Linked DNA regions of Anas platyrhynchos: region 1 is linked to region 2. A link is a contact called in public Hi-C data. All regions are on one chromosome and are shown on one strand. Each heading gives the region's core, a stretch centred on a gene start, on an enhancer-like site or on the middle of the called end of the contact. The rest is flanking DNA. Distances are from core to core; before and after follow the strand shown. Region 1 overlaps HMGCLL1 (3-hydroxy-3-methylglutaryl-CoA lyase like 1). Region 2 overlaps HMGCLL1 (3-hydroxy-3-methylglutaryl-CoA lyase like 1).

Region 1 (6,579 bases), core at 1,738-4,237, 37 kb before region 2:
GTCGGCTACTTTGATCAAGAAAGCCAGTTTAACTTTCATCAAATGTATGAATGCATTATTTTATTAATTGTTTTACTTGTTCAGACTAATTAAAAATGTACTAAAAGCATGTTCAGAATTTTGAATTCTAGTTTAGTTTTCCCCTGGTATCATCCCCATTTTATGTTAATACATACAATAAATGTTTCTTATTTACAATGCATAGTATATGCTAATAGCAGTTACTTTTTAATTTGTTAAATAATTCTCTTTCTTCTCATTTCTAGTAATATACTTCATGGCAGAAACAAAGAATTGTACATTCTATCTCAAGTTGAATAAATGTGTATCTCCATCATTCACTATCACTCCATACTAGATTTAAAGTTCAGGTTAAAAAGGATTTTTACAGTCAATGCTGTTACATAAAAACCTGTACTTTTTATTCAGGTATAACTACTTTTTTGAATCTCTCTGACTTTTATTTTCATACTCCCTTGAGTGAAACAATGCTTTAATTTGTTTTCATATGTAGGATATAAGGAAGTTTGGAGATTCTACTCCCTAATATTCATTGACAAAATACATTCACCATAAAGAAAAGTAAATTGCCAAGATGTATGGTAAACTACCCATAGAAAAAAGTTCCTGGCATTTATTACATCATCTGGATTACACAGGTGCATATTCATCTTCTTCCATATTTGGAAAATAAGAACTGCATTCTCCATTTGAACGCTTTCAACTTATATACAGCTAGACCTGGAGACTTAATATTTATCATCACAAAGTATAAAGCCAAATGTCCTTTTTCTTCAGGAGCACCAAAGATTAACAGATTAGAATGTTTTCCACATGTCCATTTTACTGTCAAGAGAATATTAAAGAAGTTTTCCAGCTTCCGCAGCTCAGCCAGATGTCAATGGATCCCACAGTGAAGCAAAATTGGCAGAGTAGCCTTCTCATGACCCCAGCATTGTTTTATCAAGGATCAGTTTAAAAGTATAAAGGGCCATTTCTTGCTGAGATCTGTAATGTTTTTCAGCCCTTTTCCCCTGCAATTACACAAAAGTGCTGACTTCGTTGAACTACTGATATGCAGTAGTATTCCTTATGACTTCTCTCACACTGTGCTGTAATTGCTGTTTGTGTTGGCACAAGAAAAGTACCACGTCTTGTTTCCACTGTACATTTCCGGACTCTGGTTTCAGTAACATCAGTGTAGGATATTGTACTGGGCATGTGTTTTGTTGTGTAAACATTAACTGGTAATTTACCCTGTCAATCTCCACAGTATGGCCTCTAATTAGCAGAAGTTGAGGGGCTTCAGATGGACATTTTATAAAATATTTACAAAGCTATACTGCTGCTTTTTTCTTCATTGGTATCAGGATTCTGAAAATCATTGCATGGAAAAAAATTACAGCACCACCACAAAAACATAAAGCAAAACCCAACAACAAAAACAAATGTATTCATTTTTACACACCTCATTCTCCAGAGGAAGACCAGGTTCACAGTTAGTTAAGCCAAAGTTATAGCAAAATTTCAGTACATGTTATGGTATAATAAAGTACTAAATATTTGGTTTATTTTTTATTATTTATATTTTTATTATTTCCTTCTACATCTTTTGCAACAAAAAATAGTCCTTCTACATCTTTTGCAACAAAAATAGTAGGTTATTTCCATTAGTACATTTGTTTTTTTAATTCATTCCCACTAAATAAACCCCGAATTTGCAAATAGCTATACATTTGCTTAATTTTATTCCAGATTCAGACAAATGTATTTAACAAATGGGACCAGTAAGATTTTGTTGGAAAATATAGCTTCTACTGCAAAGATTCAGAACCAAGGAGTAACTTCCCTTTAAGAACTCTGGAATATATGTTTTATTCATTCATCTATGTAATTTCAAGGAAGTAGAACTTTCCATTTTCTGCTACAATATAATGTTCTGAGTAGAAATCCAGGAAGGGATTAAACAGTTAATAACTACAGTAAAGCAGTGACCAAAGAGCATGTAATCAAATAGGGCATCTTTTTGGACACTGTGTGTCAGAGTGCGTCTTTATTTAACATAAAGTTTTCACCATGAATTTCATCATAATGCAGTAAACTTTAAAAGAAAGTGTAACAGTTTCTCAGCTTCTACTATTCCATTACAACTGGATCAATTTTGTAATACCCATTACATTACATTACAATACCTTATTACATTACAGTACCTCCAAAAGAATCTTGCCTTCCAAGGTGGGCAGTCACAAAATATAATCTTACATTTTTTCCCCTTATGCTGCATAAAGTTCCTTTATATATATATATATATATATAAAGTTGCAAATTGCTCATCTAAAATATCTTCTAACAGTAAAGCCAGATCACTGCCTTTGTTTTAAAAAACATTCAATTTAGCATCTTCTCTTTTGCTGCAAATGCACATTATATTGCCTTGCTACTTGCTAAGTCTACTTTTACTCTGTTCATACAGTTTATTCCTAAGAGGAAAATATACATCAAATACTGTTACAGGCTGGTACAACTCTTACTGTGAGTAACATCTAACTATAAGGAAAAAGATCAGAGAAAAATCTTTTTATAATTGCTTACTTTCTGCATTTGAAAGGACTTTAAGCAAATCACATCATTTGCCTCTGACAATCTGTCACTGTATAATACTTGCAGTACGCAACAAAGGAGAAAAAAAATTAAATAAACAGGAAAATATGCAAGCTGGCAAAAATTAAGGAGTGTATCATTCATTTATCTTTACAATGATCAAAAAGGTTTTATTTTTGAAACCCTAGCTGTTTCAATTTATACTGTAATATTTCAAAAGAAAAAAAAAAAGAGATAAATGACAAATGTATTACTTCGGAAGACTGGTTCACTGTTGCTTTTGGACAGCACAGAAAGAAAAGATGATTGTCATATTTTAAGTATTGCATCGGCTTTGGTTTCTGTCTTGCCTGAAGAGTCATCTTCGACTTATTCCAGTTATGCAAAATGTTCACTTGCTCTCATACAGCTACAAAGATGTACCCAACACACTCTGTTAGAGTGAACTCAGCAACTTCACTATGTCTGATGAAAGTACCTCTGCACTTTCTGCAGAGAATTTTTAAATGTTTTAGATGTTTAATTTACCCTAGGAAACATCCCGACAGCTTGTTTAAAGCCACCTGATATGTCTCAACAATAGGAAGTAAATCTCCCTCCTTCATTGTTTGCTGAATTGTAACAAAATTGGTTCTGAGGAGCCATAAATATGCAAGAATGGCCAGAGGTTTAGTTCCACCCCCTCAGCACAGCTGTCTGTAGAGCTGCCCAAAAAGGAAGTAAGCATCATCCTGTAAACACTGCACTTCCCTACTGGAGACACTGGGATTTGCGACCCAGTTGTAGCTATTTCCCAGGACTGTTCCTGCCATGGCAAGCTAGTCTGACCCTCACCTGGGTCTAAAAGTCAGCTTCCATGCAATACCTTTTTTCCAGGCATAAACTAGAATAACCATGTTCACAATTAACATAAGGTCATGAAAAGAAACATCAGTCCCAAGTGGGAAGCACTGTTGCAATTCTGTCCTTACTTTACACTTACTGTTAAACTCAAAAATAATTACTTTAGGGAAAAAAGGGAGAGAGAGACATTTTGACAGTATGGAAAAATACACATGCTTAAAAGCTATTTATCTTCTTCTAACCGATGGATGCAGAGTCATAGCCTGATTGAAACGCAATATGATTTTAGGGAGAATTTCTAAAAACAAGTAAAGCAACTCTTATAGAAATAAGTTCTTTTTAGAATACCATGAAAATATGTCCTTACATGTACTTAATATAATTGTATCCTCACCAAACTTTTATTTTTTTTTAGAATTGTTTCTAAATTATTTTGAAGTACTATGGTATTACTGTCAGTGCACCACACAGCTTTTCAGTGTACAGCACGTAAGCTCAAAACAAAAAGAAAGTGAAAAGAATAAGGCTATACCACAGTTAGTCCAGAAGGAGACTAGCTGAAAACATAAAGCTAGGTACACAACTATTGGCATACTAAGATATTCCAAAGTAGCAAGGACCTAAAACTAGATATCCTAGAATTACCATCATAAGGACATCTTAATCACAGAAACAAATAGGTAGTCTATTAACATGAACTAAGTATTAATCTAGAATATGTTTTAGATTATGATTTTTTAAAAACAGACATTACTTTTGTGGCATTTTTAAATTAGAAATTTAATTTAAATTGACATGGTAGCAAAATCAGCTGCAAAGATTGGCCAGCATCTTCCATATTCAGATCCTATGGTACACTATGTTATAGCTTTGCCAATTTTTCATTAATCAAGCTGAAATCCTATGGGACAGATATCTGCCCTGAACTGATTGCTTTGGAAAAAAAAAAAAATAGCCATAACAGTTCAGCTTTTCAAAACAACTCAAATGCGCTGCTTTTCTCATGGTAATTAATGATAGCCTCCTGAAGTGCTCATGACCCCACGCCTTGAACCAAGGACGTGTAATCTGGGGAGTCCCACCTCGGCTGTACAGACAGACACAGAGTACAGCTGCATCATGAAGACTTGTATCAGAAGGGCAGTGAAAATCCTCTGGGACTCCAGCAGCACAGAACACAGCCAAGGCTGACCAGAACCTCTGAAACCTCAGCCATGGGGACAGCCTCCAAAAGCCACTAGGAATGACAGCACGAATTATTTTTTGTGTTGTTAATATACAGAAATGTGCATTCTTTTGTTGCTGTGTATATCACCAGTAGACTAAACTGTGTTGGGGAAGACTTCCAAGTACTGGAAGTCAATTGTCCACTGTGTGTGACTCTTGCCACAGTCTCTGGAATGGCTTTGGCCTGGGACAGGTAGGGTTCCAACAAACAATCTCAGGCACATTTCGGAAACTAGCACCACTCAGAAATCATTCATAGATGGCAGTGACTTTGTTTTGTAGGGTAAGAATGACCTCTATGACATTGTTTTGTAGGGTAAGAATTTGATTTTATGGATGCAAGCTTCTTCATATCAATCGTCGTCAATGCCAGAGAAGCCCGGACACATTTAGTTTACATGCATAGATGTAGCCAGTTGACACTTCACTGGACCCAGGCAGCAGAAAGAAAGGTGACTGATTCAAATGGAGATATGACAAAAATAAATACAGCCTGGGAAACATCATGAAATTCAGTGGGGGAAAAAAATAAAGGAAAGATATAACTAGAACTGGAGAATATTTAAGAATGAGGAGGTAGTTCTAAGTCTATTCAGACAGGTAGTCTGATGAGACAGAAATTGGTGAAGAACGTGGGAAGGAGGCTAAGAGGGGAGAATGGGACTAGCCTGCTAGGATGAAGCAGATCTGGGATGAGCCAATGGGTAGGAAATATTCGTGTGTGGAAATACCATTTCATTTGTTATAGTTGTGTAAAAGCAAGATATCATAAAACCAAAGGGGACAGGTAATAGCTGTGGAGAACAAGACTGGATTAGAGAGTGCCTATGTGATGCTGAATGAGGCACAAAAACAAACTTCAAGCCAAGGAAAATTCTTCATTTTCCAGTCATCTTGATAATCTAGATTTTCAGACAGTGAATCCAAAACTGTTGTAAAATAACAACTTCTGATCTTTACAGTCATCTTGTCAAACCTACAGCCTACATGTAGTCTCGTGAAAAAAAAAAAAAAAAAAAAAAAAACCAAAGTACTACCTTTTTATGCATGCAATCTAGTTGAGGCACAACAGAAAAGTGCATGGGGAATTTGACACCAGTGTGTCCTCACTATATTTTTATGCATGCTACAGCTCAGTGATTTCAGTTTTCTAGTGCTATATTTTCACAACTCCTAAAAGTACTAAATATTTATTTTAAATTGGGCTTAGCATTTTGAAAACTATTTTATACTAATTTGTTCTATAAACACCTGAAAACCTTTTTTGAAAAGCCTTCTTACATTTCCAGCATTTGGAAGTAATTTGTTTCTATTCCAAAAAAATGAATGTCTGTCTCTAACAGAAAGACCTGGATTACTGCCCAGTCCACTTCAGAACTGGATGATGCTGACTCTTAGTCATTTAAATAGTCAAGTTAAACAAGACACAGTTGGGATGATAGAAGGAGGTCTGTAAAAAGACTATTGCTCTGGCTATGTGGACTTACATCTAAAAAACAATGGCTAGGAAAATAGTAAAAGAGAGGAGAAAATTAACATAAGTGCCAGGGAAAATATTATGATTAGGTGATGTACATGTAAGAACACGGTATCTGTTCATATCATTCTCCTTTCTTGCCAGTGAGCTGCCAGCTCCACTTAGGAGCTCTATTTGCTCCACTTAGGCACTGAGGGAGATAAAGAATGGGAGAAAAAAAAAAAAAGAAAAAAGGAATTACACAGGAGAACAGAGGTGAGAGAAGTAGACAACAGCCTGTGCAAAGTACTGTCCTCAGATGAGCCTATAATCTGCTGGTTAAGTATCTAAATTACATCCTGTGCTATCTTGTATAAGCCTTGTTTGCAAGCACAGCTTTCCAAACCTGTAATCAACTGGCAAAAGGTGAAATAAGACAGAACTCTCTACTC
Region 2 (7,025 bases), core at 4,279-6,778:
ACAATTAATATTCATTTTGCTAAAAGATTCAGATGCTGCACCAAATACTGAGACTTCTGTAGCTCCTGCTGCAATCTGCAAAATACATTTCAACAAAATAGAAGCATAACACTGTATTAGAAGTTTAGATTGTTTAATTCTGTATACGACTTTAAAGACATTATAAATCTAATCTATATCTCAAATAATAGTTTAATTACATTATTTTTAATCTACTGCATACAAACCAATTGAATTAAACTTTGAGTTCATTATGCTGTGGCAAATTTCCTTCTTATCAATTGGATACACACACATTTCTGAAGTGATAAACGTAGGTATTAAAATGCAGGAAATTATGTGAATATACTCCACAAATAACAATGATTGATACTTACATTTCATTTTTCACAAAAAGAAAAGATCAAATAACATCCCTGAAATATCCATCCTCTAAAAAATCCTGTTTCTAGTGAACGCTAGGAAGTCATTCTCACACTTAGGACTCTGTACCCTGCTTGTTCCTACACCAGCAACAGTAACCAAAAGGAATTTCTTTGATACAGTCAACTGTAGGATCCAGAGCTCCACTGGTCTTAGTGTCATAGTTGATAGGGACAGTACGTAGAATGTATATCTGGAGTCTGCTGAGAAAAAGTCTCTAAGCACATACCAGCCTAGAGAACTTGTCAATGTTTTTGCTTCACTGAAGGGGCACTTAGCCTGAGCTTGTACTCAGTACCTCAGTAAATCAAATAACATGAGGTAAATCAGAATGATGAAAGTCAAGTGATTGGAGAAAACATTTAAACTTAGGAGAATAGCTAATTAATTCTCACTTTCCAGTTACTGTTTTTCTATAATAAAATAAAATAAAATAAATAAAATAAAATAGTTTTTAAAAATCATTTTTTCTGGCTCATTTTTTCTCACTTTTTTCCCTTTACCTTCTGCTCCTGAGGGATAACTTCGAATCTTCAGCAACTGTTACAGGAACAAAAATGCTTTCAAATAGAGGGAAAAAATAACATAGCTGCAAGAAAGAACTCAGGAATCACCTGCAACTATTTATTTATTGTTTTCTCTTCACTATATCTCTAAATAGAGTACATAGAGATATAATTTAATTCATACAAGCTACCACTGCAGACACAGTTGTGGCACTATAAATCTGACTACCAATGGTTGACTCGCCTATGTACAGGATACTGTTTTAACAGAGATTGCATGTGCAGTATAGAACCTGAAGGACAGACTATATACAAATGTCCATCAAGCAATATCTCTTTCAAATACGGCTTGTCCTATATCAAGGCAAGGCACAGAAGCCTAAAAACAATTTCAGAAAACACAGAAAAAAATTACTGGTTTTTGAAGACTGAAATGCTCCAAACACTTCAAGTCCTATCATTCTTAATATTGTCTAGTATGAACTGAAACAATCAATAATTTTGAACCCTACTGAAATGAAATGCGAAATTTAAGAAATCTAATACATTCCTATAAACCATTTTCATTTAATTCACTCACTACTTTCCAATAAGAAAACACTCTTCAGAACCTTTTCCAGGGCCAACAAGTCAAAGAAGTAAAAGGAATTCTCCTTCTCTTTACATGCAATCATCATTTATAGGAATTTGTGAAGACTGATTGAATGATACTTTCATTAAAGCTTGAATATATAGAACTTAACATCACTCTGTTAATTCATTCATTTTTCACGATGAAGATGCAGAGTTTTTCATCAAAAGAAAAAGAGGAAAAAAAAAAGCATAGTTTAGCTCTAACAGGATAGGGTACACGATAAATAGCTAGTTTATGGTACTGAGCTGGAAGTGAAGGAAAACAAGAAACAGGAAGGAGGTAATTGTGGATATCTTTTACAAATGCACTTACAGCATTATGAAAACCTTGAAGGTTAGGTGTGAGAACAGGATATCGGACTCCAGGATGTCGCTCGATGCCTCTCATTACTTCGTTATGATCTGCCATCTAAAACATAACAAAATATATATAATAATGGTATTGATTGTCAATTATTTTTTGATTTTATGTATCTAAGCAAAAAATCACTTAGACCGTGCTATTGTCTAGATTATTGTCTAGATTGTATACAGTTCATACAGAAAGGATAACAGGAAAGGGATTAAATTGAGGTTGTACACTTGCCCTTTCTTGCATTTCTTAACTTTTGAATACTTGAGCTGCAAGCATTCAAATTCTACATGAATACAGAATTGGAGCTAAAATTATCAAAACGTTCTTTTTGTGTGTATCCATAACAACATAAATTGCATCATATGCTGAAAAACTTTTTTATCATATTAATCATCAATTGTTATTGTAACTTTAAAACTACCTTAATGGATTCCACAGGTGGAACTAACAAAATAACTAAATTTTAGAACTGTCCACATACTGAATTCTCAGAACTCTTACTAATGCGACTTCACAATCTTACTTGTGATTGAACCTATGCAACACTGTAACCAGCATATTTGAAAGACTAATCATAAGTCTATTCATAAAACAATAAAGCAAAATACGGAACTCTACATAGCGCAACATTTAATATACTTAGGATTTTCATTTAACAGAAGAACATACTGTTTATTGCAGAAAGGTCAAAGAACAATACTTTATTGAAGCATTTGTTTTCCTTAGCCTCCCCTCACAAGAGAAACTCTACCTTTGTAAGATATACTGAAGCTTTTCTCACTCAAGATTAAATGTAGTTCCCTGTAGTAATCAGGAAGATGAATCAATGATTTATTCATGTAATAAACTGTAGATTATTTAGACAATTTATTTCTTGAAATAAGTGGAAGAAAAGCAAGCTTATTTTTAATGTTGTCTGCAAAAACAATGAAGATAAAATAACACATATCCTTTGTATTTCATGTCTTACAGATTTTGAGTTTTAAAAAAATAATCTCAATAGTGTGTTTTAAATACTGTTTAAATCAGCACTCATATATGCAAATCTTCCAAGCAAATAATACTTATTCTGATATTGAATTGGATTTCTTATTCTTTTCACACTCATGAAAAGTCAGTTTAGGAATACTGTATGAAAAAATAGATGAACTACAAAGGTTTAGTAACTTGTAATTTGGAATGCATAAGATATTGATGCAGTATGACAGTTCTAAGCACATTGCATCAAATTATAATATTTGATATTATATCAAATTATATATATATAGCCAGTACTACCATCAACCTAGAATCTTCATGTCATTGCTTTTCTCTTATGAATATGGATGAATTAAAAATGTCAGAAAAATGTGTGCATGTCCCTTGTATGCAAGCCCACCACACATCTATAAAGAAGGGAATACATGATACAAAATGTGTCTTATAGCCAGGTACAACTTATTTTCTATTAGGAATCAAGTGATGGTATAATGCAACTTTTAGTAATTGCTTCTAATGTAAATTAAACCAGTGTGATCTCCTAACATATCTGATAAACTCACAAAAGACATTCTATACTGCCTTATTGGTTTAAGGACAATCTTTCATTCCTTAATTTAATAAAATTTCTCAGGGCAAGGGAGAATGTTTAAAAATAAATGATTAATTAAATAGCAAATCTTGGAACTAATTCCATACTTTAAAATTATAGCCTGACTTAAAATATACCAGAAATCCAAAATGACACAGTTTCAAACAGTATAAAGCTGCCAGGTCCAAATAATATTTTATGTACTACATTTGTCCCATTAATATTTTTCCTGTAGGTAAAATCCCATTTTAACATATATTGCATGTTAGAAGATTTTAAATTGTAATAAAATATTTCTTTTCCAAATTTCTTTAAAAATAAGCTTTCTAATCATAGTTATTTATAATTTTTGGCCATTTGGGTTATAGGTGTGGGATCCTGTTTTATATGGCACCTTGCTACTGTGGAACTTTTTCTTTTAGCTTTTTTCAGCAATAAAATCACTGCCAAAAAAAACAGTGGATGGGAAACCATAAAAGAGCTTTAAAATACTAAAAAAAGAAATAAGTGAATGAGTGATCTAAACATAACCATGAGTTCTATTCCCATGACCTATGAAAATAAAAAAGAAAGGAGCAAAGAAAAGACAAAGACAGGACTGCACTTCATATCAGAGCAACACAATCTTATCTTTTAAATTAAAATAAATAAACACAAATAAAGCCATTAAAATAAAATATTCAGACATTAATTTAAGATAAGAAGGGATTGATCATTTTTCCTAAAACTGACAAACTTGTTCTAAATTTGGTATTCTTAATGGCCCATACTGTTACCACCAAAGCTTGACGACACTTGCAAAAACCTAGCATATACACTTTTAATCAACACAGTCTGAATGCATATTGTTCCTATGTTGTCATCAAAGAAATCCTGCTTTGTCAGTGTTCTCTCTCTCTTTCCTATTATCCTTCCTTTGGGCCCTTCTCTAGTGATCCTAGGAACATTAAAATTAATCAGTATGTGCTGTACAGCCAGTTCACTGTGCTCGCTCATGATAAGAAAAAGTATGATCATACCATGTTTTTCCCAGAGGAAAGCCTGGAACACAGCTCAGTTCCAGGATGCATTCTCAGCTTAAACTGGACAAAAGTTTTTATACATTTTGACAGAAGATGTGCAAACAAAATTGTTGTTAAAAAAATATTTTCTCATATTAATTACTTTCAAGTTTTACTTTGTAAATAACTTGTACAGTCCTTACTAAACATACAAATACTCAACTGTTCGTGTGCATACAGTGGGATTTTAGTTTCAGACTCAGTGGAGTCTGCTGCCTTGGTTTGGTGCTAGGGAGCATTTCTGAGAAGTTTCCTCCATTTGTACAAGTTCTGGGTACCTGGATTTTCTTCACTTGATTCTACATCTCTGAATTGGAGTTGCTTCCACAAGAAGTCCTCTCTGCCATGAATGTTCCCCAGAGATCAGCTGCACTGCTCTTCATATGGATACTTGAATTTGTCACTCTGTAAATTGACTTCATGTTCTCAACTCTTTATCACTACATAAATGATGAAGCAACTCACTTTAAAGTAGCTCAGAATCCTATAACCCAGTTGGTCTTTACTCATGGTGTCAATCCATTGTCCCCACACCTTTTATCCCCACTCAGCATCCTGTAACTCAGTTCTCCCATTCCTCACTTATTGCTGTTCCTTGCACACAACACACACAAGTTCCTGCCCTAGTGCTGCATGGAAGAAATTGGAAATCACCTGAATTTTTTTTTTACGTTTGGAGGGTGATGACAATGTCTAATATTTCAGATTTGGAAAGAAAGCAGAAAGGCAGGAGAACAAAGCTAGAAGCAAGAAAAAGCTGGAATAAGGCTTTGCAGAGGCTCCCAAGAACAGCTCTGTTAAGAAGTCTTGACATGGCCTACACTGCCTTTTCACTCAGAGCAGCCAAGACCATGAGTAGCCATGTTATCACAGAATCACCTACCTGGGTTGCAAAATACCTCCAAGATCATCAAGTCCAGTCATTAACAGTGGTAGACTGCCAAGTCTACCACTAAACCATGTCACCAAGCACCACAACTACACATCTTTTAAATACCTCCAGGGATGGTGACTCAACTGCTTCCCTGGGCAATCTGGTTCCAGTGTTTCACAACCTTTCCAGTGAATAAATTTTTCCCATTATCCAGACTAAACCTCCTCTGGCACTACTTAAGGCCATTCCCTCCTGTCCTATTGCTTGTTGCTTGGGAGAAAAGACCAATGCCCACCTCACTACAACCTCCTCTAAAAAAACATTCAACCCTGTCATGACCATTATCAATCTCAAGACAATCCAAACACTCCCTAACATACAGGGCTACCCCACCACCTCTCCTTCCTAGCCTACTCCTTCTGAAGAGTACGTAGTCATCCACTGCAGTGCTCCAGTCATTTTCTTCAATTGTTGACACCGACTATGTCTGCACTCACCATAGGTAACCCCCCCTCCAAGGCAAGCAACTCATGGCTATGGATAACATTAGCTGGCAGAGCACCTTATAATTAGAAGTTACAAACCTTTGTGTTCCAACAAGCCCTTCAATGGACACAGGTAAATATAATAAAAATTCTTCCAGATTGATGTTTTTCATTGGAATACAATTAGTGGGGCAGACAGATAAAGGTATGTATAGTCCTAGCATATATAGTATGCATGTGCATTTGGACTACTTTTAATAATTAGCCCAAGTTCAGTGGACCTAAATCAAACCACAAAACTTGAAAATTGTGTAAACAGCACCTGACTACAGCATCTGATTTTACAAAAAAAAAAAAAAATAATAATGATGATAATTTACTCCTGTTCCATTGTCTTCTTTATTTATACAGACAATACTACTGGAAGCGTTCACTGCATGGAATTACATGTAAATTGAAAGTAGAAATGGTGATGATTTTACATACCTGAGGCACCCATTTGGATGAAACGAAACTTGTCACTTCTATTGCAGAAAGGCCTGTTTTGGAAAGCCGGTTGATTAACTCAATTTTGATATCAGTTGGGACTATCACCTGTGAACATGGAGACATGCTATAGTAAAGTATTTCATGCAGTAAGAAACTTTCATAAGTCTTTCGTACATAATCAATACATGTATTTTAAAATCATGAATTACACTGGTACATTATACCATGACTATACTGTTTAATGAGAGTAGGAAGCTACAATACAGGAAAAGCACTAGGAAGTATACAAGATCCTACTCCATTTCTTTGCCCACTACAAAAGAATAAAGAAACACTTCCATGTAACTGTTTATAGATCTGTCCTAATTGTTAGTAACCAAAGATCAGCCTAGAAAATAAGTGATGAAGGAAAATAATACAGAAGAGTCCACCCACAGAAAAATGGGATAAAAAAAAGCTCCAAGGCTGAGGCAGAGTAATTCTCCTATTCTGTTAATACCATTTACTCTACTAACACCTTTAATATCAGTATCAACATGTATAAGCTTAACCTCCCGTTTGCAGAAAGGGATGATTGTTTTGACACATGTACTGTATTTTATACAGTCTCTTTCCATCTTCTTCCATGC

Evidence for each region. Hi-C and Micro-C count contacts between places; a contact is called where the count stands out from the background.
Region 1: a Hi-C map of liver shows a contact between it and region 2, with 3 times the contacts expected there. The contact joins two enhancer-like sites. A contact is called at or near these places in 2 of 8 Hi-C or Micro-C datasets (liver and skeletal muscle).

What each region holds. Positions count from the first base shown.
Region 1 is chr3:95,410,384-95,416,962 of IASCAAS_PekinDuck_T2T, reverse strand. The region is part of intron 8 of HMGCLL1 (3-hydroxy-3-methylglutaryl-CoA lyase like 1); the gene reads right to left. Among named protein-coding and RNA genes, the nearest start is that of GFRAL, 50 kb to the left of the region's middle. Within about 2 kb of position 2,987, at least 1 of the 8 cell types and tissues checked has an H3K27ac peak or open chromatin away from gene starts, as enhancers often do.
Region 2 is chr3:95,375,429-95,382,453 of IASCAAS_PekinDuck_T2T, reverse strand. HMGCLL1 (3-hydroxy-3-methylglutaryl-CoA lyase like 1) reads right to left here. Exons shown (of 10, transcript XM_072036352.1): 3 at 6,394-6,501; 4 at 1,876-1,971; 5 at 1-75. Among named protein-coding and RNA genes, the nearest start is that of HMGCLL1, 77 kb to the right of the region's middle. Within about 2 kb of position 5,528, at least 2 of the 8 cell types and tissues checked have an H3K27ac peak or open chromatin away from gene starts, as enhancers often do.